Regions from separate parts of the Mus musculus genome. Here regions 2 and 3 are each linked to region 1. Evidence: chromatin contacts called from public Hi-C and HiChIP or PLAC-seq data. All regions are on one chromosome and are shown on one strand. The core of a region is the stretch at or near the end of the contact, and the rest is flanking DNA. Distances in the headings are between cores, read along the strand shown.

The links. Hi-C and Micro-C count contacts between places; a contact is called where the count stands out from the background. HiChIP or PLAC-seq counts read pairs in DNA pulled down with a chosen protein or histone mark.
Region 2: a contact with region 1 is called in a Hi-C map of megakaryocyte-erythroid progenitors, with 3 times the contacts expected there. The contact joins the promoter of Lrrc59 here to the promoter of Xylt2 in region 1. A contact is called at or near these places in 15 of 39 promoter capture datasets (cranial neural crest, embryonic stem cells, frontonasal cranial neural crest and 9 more), 1 of 15 datasets of contacts at CTCF or cohesin (embryonic stem cells), 17 of 484 Hi-C or Micro-C datasets (the AML12 cell line, CD4 T cells, CD8 T cells and 12 more), 12 of 115 datasets of contacts at active chromatin or transcription factors (the 230-238 cell line, the HPC-7 cell line, the SCID.adh cell line and 5 more) and 4 of 9 other capture datasets (adipose tissue, embryonic tail, liver and 1 more).
Region 3: a contact with region 1 is called in an H3K4me3 HiChIP or PLAC-seq map of the SCID.adh cell line, with 16 read pairs. The contact joins the enhancer-like site here to the promoter of Xylt2 in region 1. A contact is called at or near these places in 3 of 39 promoter capture datasets (liver and macrophages), 1 of 15 datasets of contacts at CTCF or cohesin (the NIH/3T3 cell line), 18 of 484 Hi-C or Micro-C datasets (the AML12 cell line, CD4 T cells, CD8 T cells and 10 more), 7 of 115 datasets of contacts at active chromatin or transcription factors (the SCID.adh cell line, Th17 cells, embryonic stem cells and 2 more) and 3 of 9 other capture datasets (adipose tissue, liver and pancreatic islet).

What each region holds. Positions count from the first base shown.
Region 1 is chr11:94,674,806-94,679,719 of GRCm38.p6, reverse strand. It overlaps Xylt2 (xylosyltransferase II), which reads left to right and starts at 2,227. Exons shown (of 11, transcript NM_145828.3): 1 at 2,227-2,447. The coding sequence starts at 2,313.
Region 2 is chr11:94,627,896-94,632,790 of GRCm38.p6, reverse strand. Lrrc59 (leucine rich repeat containing 59) reads right to left here and starts at 3,014. Exons shown (of 7, transcript NM_133807.2): 1 at 2,682-3,014; 2 at 651-710. The coding sequence starts at 2,786.
Region 3 is chr11:94,717,501-94,722,113 of GRCm38.p6, reverse strand. It overlaps Gm51874 (a long non-coding RNA gene), which reads right to left. Exons shown (of 2, transcript XR_003949593.1): 1 at 4,411-4,613; 2 at 1-314. Among named protein-coding and RNA genes, the nearest start is that of Gm51874, 2.5 kb to the right of the region's middle. Within about 2 kb of position 1,848, at least 1 of the 459 cell types and tissues checked has an H3K27ac peak or open chromatin away from gene starts, as enhancers often do. A contact at or near this core is called in the SCID.adh cell line, where this site is marked.

The DNA.
Region 1 (4,914 bases), core at 978-3,477:
AGTGATTCTTAGACAGTGAAAGCTCCTGTGACTACTGTTGCTATGATCAAGGGAAAGAAAGCTGTTTTCCTCGCTGGGGAAAAGTATCGGCAGGTAGCAGTCTCTAGGATCTGATTTAATGTACACACAGGTCGATATTTAATTAACATATCAATTGTTGGCATGTCAACTGATGTTTTTCCAAATCCTTGAAGGCTTAAATTCTCCTAAGTACCCAAAGTGTCATCTGAAACATTGTTTACAATTTCCCTTTTTAACAAGGCACAAACTGGGAGAGGCTTAGAGAAAGTTTACAGAGGTCCATCAAATGACTACACTGCTACATCATTTTCTTTGGTCTGCCCTTTAACCACTCTCCCTTTTGTCTTTAACTTCCTTGTTTATTTTTGTCTGTTTGTTTGTTTTGTTTTTGAGACAGGATTTCTCTGTTGTAGCCCCAGCTGTCCTGGAACTCACTTTGTAAGCCAGCCTTGGCTCAAACTCAGAGTTCCTCCTGCCTCTGCCTCCTAAGTGCTGGGTTATATTAAAGGCACTCACCATCATGCCGTGCTTGTTTCTAAAATTTTTGGACTTTCCTTTTCTTTGGATATAATCTCTTTTCCTAGACCTATTGATTGTGTTTTTTAAATTTTTTTCAATTTAATTTATATGATTTTTTTTCATGTATGTGTGTGTGGAGGTGGGGTCTTATGTGCAGCTGTGCATGCATATCAGAGGTCTGTTTCTCAGAGGCCACCTACTTTGTGATTTTAAGATGAACTCCAGGCTGGCTGGCCAGCCAGCCTCAAAGATACACCTATCTATCTCCCCAGTGCTGGATTTACAATAAAATACTACCACTCCAGGCTTTTTATGTAGGTGCTGGGGACTGAACTTGGGTCCTCACTGAGCCATCTCTTACAGTGGTTCCAAAATCTTCTTTATAACCTTATCACCCTTCCATTCCACGGATGTATAAATTCTTTATGATGCCTTGGGCCTGTTATCCTAGCACTCTGGAAGTGGAGGCGGGTAGATCAGAAGTTCAAGGTCAACCTCAGCTGTATTTTGCTGGCCTGGGATACACGAGACACTATCTCAGACAAACGAAGACAAACTTCTGTTTTGCACTTGGGAGGTAATGATGGGAGAGTCAAGAATTAAAAGCTACTGTAGACAATAAATACTTTACCAAGTTGGTGAGAGTCCTAGTGTAAGGCAGATCAGGCCAGGTAGCACAGCAAGGCAACTGGATCAAATAGCTCGCTTGTTTGTTTACTTAAAATGTGAAGCGTTTCTGCTGTGGGTTTTGTTGCCTCTAGTCACCTTGCTCTGGCAGGCACCTTCTTACCTCCTTCCACTGCCCACCGTGGTCTGCTGGGATCAGGTGAGGCCCCGGGTGTGTTTAGTCCTTACTGGACACGGCTCTTGAACACGCCAGAAAGCAGTATGGTCAACCAGGTGGGTTCTCTCAGCTCCCTACTCTCCTAACATTTACTGAGCTTTAAAGCTGAGGGCCAAGGCTTCAATGGCGAACGAGGCACGTTCGCAGAGAAATTACCACCAGATGCTTAAATTGTGCTAGCGAGGCACAAGCCAAGATGTCACTGATGGGGTGGAGCGAAAACAGCATATGCTAAGGTCTGGTGGGTCTCCAAGCGTGATCCCAGAGCAGCAGCAGCAGCGGAACTTGTTGAAAAATTTAATTCTCGGAGGTTCTAAACTCCAGGAGTGAGAACTGGCGCTGTTTTTTAAATCATCTTCCAGGAGATTCTGACGTAAGCTAGAAGTTGAGAGCCACAACACCAGCAGAGGCCTGAGGATGCTTGGGATGAGAGGTTGCAGAGTGGCAAGTCAATTTCGTGAAGAGCCTCAGAAGTCAGTCAAGGGCCTATGCTTTGTCTTCAGGGATGCGGCCTTCAGATTTTAGGCAGGGCAGGTGGTACTCACACGTCTTGAGAGTGCCAGCATTTCCCAGGGGTGGGGGCCAGCTGACTCCCCCTCCCCCCATGCCCTGCGACACCAGAGCGGTCAGGCCGCAGATCCTCCGCACTCCGGGACAATGCTTTTGCGGTCAGGAAATGATTCTTCCACAGGCAGACACTCATAGAGATGTGGAAAAGACCCCAAGCACAAGACTCAAACCTTGGAGACAGAAACGAGCGGACCGCCTACTGCCCCACGCCCAGCCCACGAGAGGGTGGGGCCTCGGGCCCCGCCCTTTGCCCGCCCATCTGGGCGGAGTGAGGAGGGACTCCGGGGCCCCGCGCCTGTGCGCACGCCCGCGGCCGGTTTGCAGGGCCGGACGCGCGCCCCGCGTCCCGGGCAGGAAGATGGTGGCGAGCGCGCGGGTGCAGAAGCTGGTGCGGCGCTACAAGCTGGCGATCGCCACCGCACTGGCCATCCTGCTGCTGCAGGGCCTGGTGGTGTGGAGCTTCAGCGGCCTGGAGGAGGACGAGCCGGGCGAGGTGCTCCGACGGCCGTGCGGGCGGGCAGGCCGGGCGCGGGGGCGCGCGGGGTCCTGGCGGGGCTGCGGGCGGCCCCGGCCAGGCAAGTGGGGCACGGGCCGCGTGCGAGCAAGGCGCAGGCAGCCTGCTGGAGCCCAGCCTCCGGTCCCCAACGCTCCCTTTACTGGAGGGCCTGGCTGGCTGCGTGAGGGAGCGGTGCGTGACTCGGAGGTCGAGGCGGCCGGCGAACTGGGGGGCGCGAAGGGATGAGCGGGACATGGTGGGATGGTCTCCGTCCCGGGGAACGATGAAGGTCAGGCTCGGGGATCTGGGCTGGGAGGAGCGACTGGGCCCCAGCCTGCTCGGAGGTGGGGAGCCTCAGGCCAAACTTTCTGAAGTTGGGAGGGGGCGGTGGTGTACGTGCTGTGGGCGGAAGAGTGGGGGCCAAGGGACCCTGGGCATTCGTGTTGAGCTGCGCCTGAGAAGCAGCGACTGGTGGTGAAGTGGAGCTCAGGGGGTGGAATTATGGCCTGTGACAAAGTGTATACACGGGAATAGAGTGAACAGGAGTCACCCCAAGGGAAAAAAAATACTGAAGTGTTCTCAAGGCGTGGCTTTCTCAGCCAGGGAAGAACCCTGGTGGATCTTCAGGAGGGGATGGGAATGGAAGGTGAACTGTTGAGTTGGCCTCAGGACATCAAAGGAGGAAAGAGGCATCTCTGGCTCTGGGGTAATGGAGGAGCAGCTGTGAGCTCCAGACCCTGACCCCAGGGATCTGCTTTCTCTTCACTGGTGCTTTTAGTTGCAGACTCAGACACACCCTCCTGGTTGTGTGGTTAGGAGGGGTCCAGTGGGGTCTAGGTCCGTTCTGGAAAGGTGGGGAGGGTCAGTCAAATCAAAGCCCTAAACTGTGGACAGAGATTAGGGGTTCTTGCTTCTGCCCCCCGCCCCCTTGTCCCTGTGTCTCCAAGGCTTCGGGACAGAGGCTCTCTTGTCACATCCTTTTGGGCTTTACCTGGTAGGGTGAAGAAGGCATGGAGCCTAGAAGCCTTCCCTTCCTGCACCTGGTCAGTCCCAAAGACCTGGTGTGGAGACTGGGAGAAGAGCTGCTCTTCCAGTTTTGGGGAGAATCAAGATGCTGAGGGGGTGAGGAGAGGAGGAACTTGGGACCGTCAGCGACTCCAGAAGGCGCCGAAGCCCGTCCTGGGGAAGCTGGCTGTGACTTGTGTAGGAAGAGCTTGTTCTTTGGGCAACTGGGACATCTCTGATGGTGTGGGCCGCAGAAGAGCCCTCTGACCCTCATCTATGTGAGGGGTCAGGCTGATGAGGACTCTGGGGAAGGGCATGTCAGAGAGTCTTCTCCTAAGTACATGGCCCATTGTGGCTGGTGGTTTGAGTCAATGAATGGGCTGAGCCCCTGCTGCTCTGCCCACAGCCAGGGGTGGAGAACCAGAGAGAGGTGAGGGAATTTAGAGTCTTTCCCACCCATCTGGCTGAAGAGAGGGAAGAGAATTTGGAATCTTCCTTCACTCAACACACATACAGACACACACACACATACACCACACCTGGCTGAAGCTGAGAAAGGAATCCTAGACCGGAATGGAGATAGGTCCCTAGCGGCCAAAATGTGGCGTTCTGGCAGCCACCCCAACAGATTGGAGTTGTGAAGCAGGATAGTGTAGTGCTTGTGGAGGTTAGCATGCAAATGAGACCGCTCTCTATGAGGCCTTGTCCTGGCTCTGCTATCAAGCTGACCACCTCCTGTCACTCTCCCTTTTGGGGTAGTAGTAGCACTGATTTTGTCAGATGAAACAGTACCTGTGAACACGTGCAGGACTTCTCCATACCCGCTGAGCTGTCAGGACATAACACATTGTCTTGGCCGTGTACCCTGGGACATACATTCATTCAGTCCATCGGGCAGCACACGGCTAAGTTCTCGACTATCAGGCATGGAACTCAGACTGGGAATACAGAAATCAAGAATGGATGAGGTCCTGGCCTGCAGGGCAGACTGTCTACAGGGAGAGACAGACAGAGAAGGGAAGCCTGAATAACAAGGGGGCTGGCTCAGAGCAGGAGGCTGGGAAAGGCTTCCTTCAGGAAGAGGTGGGCAGGAGAGTTTGAGCAGAAGGTTCTCAGGAGAGTGGGCTGAGCTGCGGATCCTCGGGGGAATGGATAGAGGGTGAGGCACTTTCCCCAGCCATGGCTCCATCCTGTATGGCCAAGAGACCACAGTGAGGGACTTGAGTGGGTTTTATTGTAAGTGCAGTGGGAAAGCCCCCCAGTAGGAGCCAATGAGCATTTAAGGAAAGCACTCTGTGGCCTGTGGAGGGGTGAGAGTGGATACCTGGGATGATCACTAACCCCCAAAGAGACACTTGATGGTATTCAAAGCTTTCCCGCATAGCCTTTCACCGCTTGTTTTAAATGCAATCTAAAAAGTCAGAGGTGGGGGTGGTGAGGGGAGGTGTGTTTATGTGTG
Region 2 (4,895 bases), core at 1,765-4,264, 48 kb after region 1:
ACCACAGTCTTTCTTGTTCCTCATTGAAAGATATGTGGGAACCAACGTGGTGACTCAGGCCTGAAATCCCAGCTCTTGGGAAGCTAACACAAGAGGACTGTCTGGGCCACAGTTTATGTGATTTCAAAGCAAAAACAAAACAAACAAAAAAACAAAAACAAAAACACATGCCAGGCATGGCAGGACACACCTACAGTCCCAACACTTGAGAGGTTGAAGCAGAAAAATCAAGGCCAGCCTGGGCTACCTAAGACCTCTTTTCTGACGAAAACAACAAGCAAGAGATGGGGGATCACTTTCCCACAGAATGTAGAGCAAACTGACACAATGGTCTCTATCCCCCTTATGCAAGAGAAGTAAACTACTTTTCTCAAAAGATTAAAAGAAAAAAGAAAAAAAAAAAAACCAGGCGCCCAGCAAGTGATTCAGCCAGCTTGTGCTGGCTTCACTTGTCTATGGCCTGATTCTCCTGCTGTTCTAAAGAATGTACCTCTGAGCAAGTCACCCTCCTCTACCTGTCCCCACCGATAGCCTCAGATTCAGCTGGACCCTGTAGACCTATCCTGAAATTACACCTTATGCCCAGCCTCGCCCTGGCCACAGGAAGGCTGTTCAGGGCTCCAGGACCCAGTGCAATGTGCAAGTCTTACCGGAAGAGTACTCAGTTTATTGCAGGACAGATCCAATACCGTAGCCTTGGGAAGTGCAGCCTAGAGAGAGAGATGAGAAAAACATGTCAAACCAACACCTGGAATGATTCCGTGACATCTGCTAATGAAGCATTTTCCAGAGAATGTTCCCACAATTACCACAATTAGCAAAGGCCTTTAAAAACAATAAGGGGGGGGGGGCAGGGTGGCACATGCTGTGACCCTAGTTTTCAGAAGACAAGAGGATACCATATCTAACTTCTGCTTCACAATAACGCCCTGAGGAGGAAGAAAGGCACGAAAGTATAATGTTCTTGGGTTTAAGAAAAAAGCCAGTCAACAAAGATATAGGGAAGACTGGGAAGGGGGGTTGGGGGGTGGGGGTGAGGAGCTTGACTATAGAGTGTCCAAGGAAACCCAACCTTCTCAAGCTCCTTGGGCACTTCACGTTTTCTCTAGTGCCCCGTTATTTGGTTTCAGGGCAGGAACTGGGTCTAGTAAAGCACTGGGGTTTAATTTACTCATTTGTTCAGGTCTCTGACCACCAACATGTGTTGGTACTGAGTACCTGCTCTGGGGAGGGCCCTGGCTACAGAACAAGAGAGAAGGCCCTCATAGCCCGTCTCTAGTTCTCAGTGGTGTCCAGGACTAGAGAGGCTCTGCAGAACCGACCCTTTCTTCACCCCAAGGACAGCACTATAATGACCACATGCCTGTGGTGAAGGGGTTCCAGATAGCTTTCCTCGGGCCAGGCTCAAGTACATGTGGCCGTCTTCTGGAGAAGGACGGTGGACATGCAGTCAAGGGTCCCAGGTCCAAATCTCAGAGGTACGTCTGACCACTTTACGTGTAAAGAAGTTCCGGGTACCAGAGCAGGGAAAACACCAGCTACCTTCCAATTCTTTGTCTTATGATTTTTTTTTTTTTTTTTTTTTGGTTTTTCTAGACAGGGTTTCTCTGTATAGCCCTGGCTGTCCTGGAACTCACTCTGTAGACCAGGCTGGCCTCAAACTCAGAAATCCACCTGCCTCTGCCTCCCGAGCTCTGGGATTAAAGGCGTCCCCACCAGGCCCGGCTTGTCTTATGATTTTAACCCCCCTAAGTGTACGAGACCAGAACCATTAACACCATCTTACAAATGAGGAAATCTAGACACAAAGGTTGGCTGGTTAGCTTGCCAAGGACATCGAGCTATTGAGCAACGGGAGCTGGGAAGTGAACTGGGCATGCCATTCAAACCACCATACTACACAGCCACAAAGGGGGTGGGGGTGGGGATTCGGCCAATTGCCAAGGCCAAGTATAATCCCTTAATGGCAATAAGAAAAGTGTAGGTCATCCAAAGTGAAGCTAACATGAGACGTTAGAGCTAGGGAGCGCAGAGCTGGGTAAGCACTGATCGAGGATGTTGCTCTATGTTGGCAGCAAATTAAGTGTGTGCTGTCCCTAGGGCCTCAGGCTTCCAAATGGGATTGGGAGTGGAGGGAGATGGAGGGTGTGGCGCCATTCCGGACAGTTTCAGAGCAGCTGGGATGAGAACCTTTGCCAGTCCTGCAAAGAGATTTCACTTTCTTCAAGGAGAGCCGCCCCCAAGCTGCGAAAGCCAGCTGGGATTGCAGGCTTCTCAGGAAAAAGCTGGGTTCGGCGCCACACCCAGGTCTATCTGGAGGCCTACTTCCCGGGACCCGGTCATTCATTCATCCTCGAAACACATCCAGCAACCCTTCCCGCGGCTTTCCACTCTAAGGCCCAGCACGAAGCCGGACCTTGTTGAGAGCTCCCCAAAACCAGGACAAATTCATTACTGGCCCCGAAAAAGCCCAGGATCGGGTAGCTAGAGCGACCCTATCTCCTGGAACTGTGCCAAAGTGACACGTGTGCACCGCAATAAGAATACTGGGACCGACCGCAGCCTCCCAGGAGACCTAGTTTTTTAAAGAACGGGAAACTGAGGCTTAAGAGAGGGGCCTGCCCGCGTGGGGCCGGCGTCAGGAGTAGGTGGGCTCCCGAGGCTCGTGGGGTCGTACTGACCAGCTCCTTGACGGGGACTTCATTCAGGTCGCTGAGGCTCAGGTCCAGCTCATTGCCGTCCAGCTTGTCGCGGAGGTTCCCGCCCTTGCTACCGGCCTTGGTCATGATGACGCCGGCTAAGCGGGTCCCTGGCTCCCGGTTTCCGACGGGCAGGAGAGAGGGATGAGGGGCCGCTCGTGGGCTCGGCGGACTCACACCCAACGGACCACGCCTGCGCCTTAAGCCGCCGTCGCCTCCGCCGCCGCTGCGAGGCCTCCGCCGCCCGTCCGCTCGCCCGCCGCACTCCCAGCCCAGGGCCCCGCTCCCACCGGTGCCGCCGCGACGACGACCACTTCCGTGTCCACGTCACCTTCCGCGGCCACTGAGATGGGCTGGGCCAGAGAGGCCCGAGCGTGTACCGGCGCGCCCTCTGCCGTCCAGGCTGGCAAACTGCATCTGCGGGGCGCCACCTCCGCCGGGAGGAGCTGAGTTGCTAGACGTGGCAGTCCGGAGGCATCTGGAGCCCGAAAGGACAGAAACTGCACTTTCCATGACCTGTGTTTGCATCCCTCATAAGATCATCCCTATACTCTGAAATAGGAGCCAACTCTGAGGGTATCCTCCAAAATTTCTCCTAGCTTTCTTCCGAATTTACGGTTACTGTAAACTTCCTCTTCCTTTTCGGCTTCAGTCTTCAGCCCTCTTCTCTCCAGCCCTTTAATCTCAGCACATGAAAGATCCCTACCAATTAGAGGCCTGCCTGGTCTACATAACAAGTTCCAGGCCATGCAGGGCTACATAGCAAGAACCTGTCTGTAGTGGCTATTCCTGGTTGTCAACTTGACAATATTTGGAATGAACTACAATCCGGAATTGGAAGGCTCACCAGTGACCCTTATCTGGAGGCTTGGAGATCCTTATCTGGATCTTGGTTTGAAGATCTTGAGCCATAGTGGCTATGGATTCCAGAAGATTGAATCTCCGAGTTAAGGAACACACCTTTAATCTGGGCTATGCCTTTCATCTGGGATTAAAGGTGTGGTGGAACACACCTTTAATCTGGGCTACACCTTTTGCTGGAGACAATATAAGGACATTGGAAGAAGGGAGTCTAGCTCTTGCTCTTGCTCCTTTGCCTGCTTGCTGCGTGAGACTGAGTAACTGCTAGATCCTTGGACTTCCATTCACAGCTGCGACTGAACAATTGTTGGGAATTCGGCTGCCGACTGTAAGTCATCAATAAATTCCTTTACTATTTAGAGATTATCCATAAGTTCTGTGACTCTAGAGAACCCTGACTAATACAGAAGTTGGTACCAGGAGTGGTTCTAGAGTAACAGAAGTACAAGGATGAATCTTTTAAAATACTGGAATTGGCTTGTTGATCCACCAGCACTTTCAAATATTGAAACCTCTCCAGATTCTCTCCCTCCTGGGAGCTCAGAGAATTTTGAAGACCCATGGTTGAAACTATATTCCGAACTTAAAGAAGCTAATGCCCTTGATTTTCTTAATGAATTAGGTGATTCAGTGCACAAAGCTTTCTACAAGATGGGGAAAAAATCGAAAAATGATTTTACTGGCTGGCTGCTCTTAGTATCTGTGGAAAAAATGATGAATGAAAGGAAGGAGTTGTGTGATAAAATCGAAAGGCTCCAGACACAAGTAAACGATCTAAAAGTTGCTAAGTGTGTCCTTGAGGAGAATCTTCTCTCTTGTAGCAATAGAGCTCAAGTTGCAGAAAATCAAACAGAAACTCTCATTGTAAGGTTGGCTGAACTACAGAGAAAATTCAAGTCTCAGCCTCAGAGTGTGTCGACAGTTAAAGTAAGGGCTCTAATTGGCAAAGAATGGGATCCTACAACATGGGACGGGGATGTGTGGGAAGACCATGTTGAAGCTGAGAATTTTGAATCCTCAGATTCTCAAGGGTTTGCCCCACCTGAGGAAGTAGTACCCTCAGCCCCACCTCTTGAAATAATGCCTTCCCCACATGAGGAAATTAATTTTGCAGAGTCTGCTCACGGCCCACCAATAGTTTCTTCTAGACCTGTAACCAGACTCAAAGCAAAACAGGCTCCTAGAGGGGAGGTAGAAAGTATAGTCCATGAGGAAATTCGCTACACTACTAAGGAGCTTAATGAGTTTGCTAATTCATTCAAGCAGAAACCTGGTGAATATGTGTGGGAATGGATTTTAAGGGTGTGGGATAAGGGTGGAAGGAACATAAAACTA
Region 3 (4,613 bases), core at 599-3,098, 43 kb before region 1:
GGCAAAGCTGCAGGGGGGAGGCGGGCTACCTCTCCTTGCCTCAAGCCCCCTGCTGCCAGCTGGAGGAGAGAGCCCTGGAAAGTGACCTGGAGACTCCTGCAGAAAGACCGCCAAGAAAAGGAACTCCAGCTGAGATCTGAGAAGAGTGGGAGTCCAGGAAACACCCAGACTGCTGTCTGTTTGTAAACGGTCTCTCTTCCAAGTGGAACCAAGACTTATTTGGCAAAGAATGTCCTCTCCCTCCTCCGGGAAGAAGGTGACCCAGGAATGGGAACCACAGGGAAGCTGCTCCTCTATATGGCTCTGGCATCTTCCTAAAATAAATAATTGAATTATTGGAGCTGCGAAAATGAGGGCAGAGTAAACTTTGGAGGATTCCTAGTGTGTGGGACCAGGGTGTGGGTCTGTATACATGACGGATTTCAACAGTGGTGGAAGTGTCCCTTATATCGTCTGTGCTGAATGGTGGAGGGTTTTCTTTGTATAAATATATAGCTGTAGAGCTAGAGACTTGGTTCAGAGTGTAAGGGCGCCCACCTTCATGTCTGTGTTCCATCCTTAGAACCCACATGGATAGGAGGAGAGCTATTTCCAGAAAGTGGAAGGGAAAGCAGTATTTATACACGTGCCACGGCACATTCATGTGTGAACACACAGATATTACTAAATGTAAGAAAATAATAAATTGGAGGAGACTAGGAAGATGTTCTTACACAAATATGTTTCAAATCACTAATAGACATGCTATTTTTTGAGAAGGGCACAGAAATACTTAGTGGCAAGAAAAGATAATTCCCCCAACATCTTTACCTTCACACACATATTCCTCTGTCATTAATATTTTGCCTTTGTGATGTGTGTGTGTGTGTGTGTAATGTATATAAATATATATTTAAATAGATAGATATTTTACCGATGGGGATTGAACCCAGGGCCTCATATATCCTAGGCAAGGAGTTTCCCAAATATGCCAGGTGTGGAGACTTTGTTACAGTTGATCCAGTGTTCATATGCTGTTATCACCAAAAGTCAATCTTTTACTCAGAATCCATTCTTCTCACTGCATAGTCTACTGATTTTGACAATAGACAGGTGTGTACCATTATATTATCAGAATAGTTCACTACTCTAAAAATCCCCTGTGCTCCATTTGTTATTAATACACCTCCAAACGGAAGGTTTTAGATTTAAGAGCCAATGTGATCAAGTGCCCTTCCTCATGACAGGGACAGCTTGACCACCATGTTCAAAGTTTCAGAAGCCATCAAAATGATCCTAAACTGATAACCTCAGGAGAGGAGGCCAGGGCATACACAGTAGCCAGTGCCTGTGATCTCTGCACTCAGGAGGCAGAGGCAAGAGGATGGGTACAACTCCAAGGCTGCACTAAGTTCTAGACCAGCCAGGGCTACAAAGAAAAACTGTGTCAGGTCTGAAGAGATAGCTCAGTGATTGAGAGTACTAACTGCTCTTCCAGAGGTCCTGAGTTCAATTCCCAGCAACCACATGGTGGCTCACAACCATCTGTAATGGATTCTGGTGTGTCTGAAGACAGCTACAGTGTACTCATATACATATAATAAATAAATAATTAAAGAAAAAGAAAGAAAGAAAAAACCATGTCCTATAAAGAGAGAGAAAACAGGCTGGAGAGATCATTAAGAGCACTTGTTCTTCCAGAGGACCTGGGTTTGAATCCTAGTACCCTGGTGGCAGCTCACAATAAATAGTTCAAAGCCAGTTCCAGGGGATCCAGCACCACCTTCTGGCCTCCACAGGCCCTAAGCACACATGTGGTGCACAGACACATGCACAGGCAAAACACTCACACATATAAAATAAAAGAAATAATCCTTAAGCCAGGCATGGTGGCGCATGCCTTTAATCCCAGCACTCGGGAGGCAGAGGCAGAATTACTGAGTTTGAGGCCAGCCTGGTCTACAGAGTGAGTTCCAGGACAGCCAGGGCTACACAGAGAAACCTTGTCTCAAAAAAACAAAAAAGAAAAGAAATAATTCTTAAGACACACACACACACACACACACACACACAGAGAGAGAGAGAGAGAGAGAGAGAGAGAGAGAGAGAGAGAGAGGCTGTGAGCTAGAGACGACTCAGTGGTTAAGAGCAGACTAGAGTTCAGTTCCCAGCACTCTGGAGTGGCTTACAGCTGCCTGTAGCTCCAGGGACTTGGTACTTTAAAAAAAAAATCTAAAAAAAAGAAACGCAGGGCACACTGGAGAGTGGTGGCTTAGTTAGTAGTGTTTGCTGCGCAAGCGTGAGGAACCGTGTCTGGATCTCCAGACCCCACAGACAAAGCTAAGTATAGCAATGTATGCCTAGAGTGCTAGTGTTAAAGAGAAACAGGGTTTCTCTGTGTAGCCTGGCCAGGCAAACTAGTGAGCTCCAGGTTCAGCGAGAGATCTTGGTTCAAAAGATAAGGCAGAGAAAGATGGAGAAAACCATGAATAGTCAACCTCTGGCCTCCACATGTTCTGGAGTATACATGGACATGCACATATATGTACACACACACACAGAGGGGGGTATAAAACTTGCTCAAATATACAGCAACAGTGTTTTATGTGCTACACCTCTGGAGTCCAAGGAGACTTTGGGTGACCACCCCAGCCACTACACAGGAAGTGGTTTCTCCAGCCTAGCCCAAGGCATTCTGGGTAGACTCCATCTAGCTGATTCATACACAGGTGTTGATCTGCATCAACAAAATCCCAAACCACATTTATTTAAACAACAGAAGACATCTAAACACCCTCAGGAGAGGGACTGTCTCTGCTAGAATCATCCCGCCCTTCTGTGTGGCTGACAAAATGGTTCAACCTTAATCTCCAAGGGGCCCCTTGATCGTGTAGAGATGGGGGACTCTCCTGCACTGTTGGGCTTTTCTGCACTGGTGCCTTCCATTCTTTGTTGTGTGTGACGTTTACCTTCATCTCAAAGCAGCTGTGTTTCTCTCTAGGTACACACAAAAAGGCAGGCTCCCACCATCCCAGCCGGCCTTTATACGTTTTTCCGGTTAAAGGTGTAGTTCCCTTATCAAATCTCTGTTAAACTGCACGGGAGGACAGCTGACCTGTCTCATGGAGGGCCTTTTCCACCTTGTTATCACGAAAGGTCAGGCAGTTCTCAATCCAATGGTGTCATATGCACTATAGATGCATAGCTAACTGCCTCTCTATTCTACCAGACCAGTTCTTCCAGATCTTGGTTGAAAGCCCAGGCACAGGCTGGTAATCTTTCACTCTCCCTTCAGGTCACAAAACAAAGCTAAACTAGTTGTGAAACTAGTTAGTTGTGAAATGTAAGGAGGAAAGCACCATTTCTCCATCCGGGTGATGCTTCTCTGTGTCATCATAGAGTATAGCTTTCCCCAACCCCGCCCCAAGCCAGGCACTGTGCTTCTAGGCAAGCCCTCTAGCATTGAACCAAAGCCCTATCCCTGTTGTATTCTTTGGCCTAAGAACTATTTTGAGCTACAGATAGCTGAGCTAGGAAACACATTCAGACATTCCCAGGAGATGATGAGAGTCTACTCCAAGTCTCCATAAAGCAAACCATAAAGTAAGCCACAGGAACATTTTTTGTTTCCTAAACAAATAAACAAATGAAAACTCCTGTTCATGCCATGTGCCATGTGGTTGTCAGCTAAGTGTGAAATAGCATTTTGTCTATGAAAAAAAAAAGCAAAGTTCATTAAAAAATATATTACAGGGCCGTTGGCACAGGCTGTGTTGTCACAAACTAGAGTACTCTGGAAAGAGGGAACTTCAACTGTGGAATGGCTTCTATCCACTGGCCTGTGGGCGCGTCTGCGGGCATGTTCCAGATTGTTGGTTGGTGTTTCAGTTTGTTGCTATGAGTCCTAATGCTAAGTACTGGCGCCCTGGTTGCCCCTAGAGACCAGGAGATTCTAAGTAACTGTGTCCCCCAGGGGAAGTAGCCATAATAGCATAGAGGGTAGATATCTGCTTAGCTCCAGTGCTGATTGAGGCTTATTTTATATGTATGTGTGTGTATATATACATACACACACACACCCCACACACATACACACCCACACACACATATATGCATGCATTAACTAGAAGTGTAATATGAAAGAAATAAGAAAGTATATGGTATACAGTACAGGCCTATAATTCCAGTACTCTGGAGGCTGGGGCAGGAGGATCAAGAGTTTGAGGCTAGCCTGGACTACATAGTGACTCTGTGTCAAAAAAAAAAAAAAAAAAAAAAAGCACTATTTTGAGTAGGGAACTGTGCACATACCTTAGTCCCAGTGCTTGGGAGGGTGACTCAAGAGGGTTCCAAGTTTGAGCCCAGCCTCTGCTACATTGTAAGCCCTTGTCTCAAAGATTCTTAAGTTATTTGAACATGATTTGAACATACTTGCCACATTCCGAGGTGTGGTCCAGTCACCTGCAGCAATGCTCTTAGCGGAAACTTCCCAGGAGTGGGAGCGTGCTGCGGCTTCTCCGCTGGCTTCTGGCCTTGCCCTGCTCAGTTCTGTTTGCAGACCGTTAGTTCCTTTGCTTCAACCTCAGGAAGCCGCTTTTTCTTCTGCAGCCTCCTGACCTCTCCCAGCCTTCACG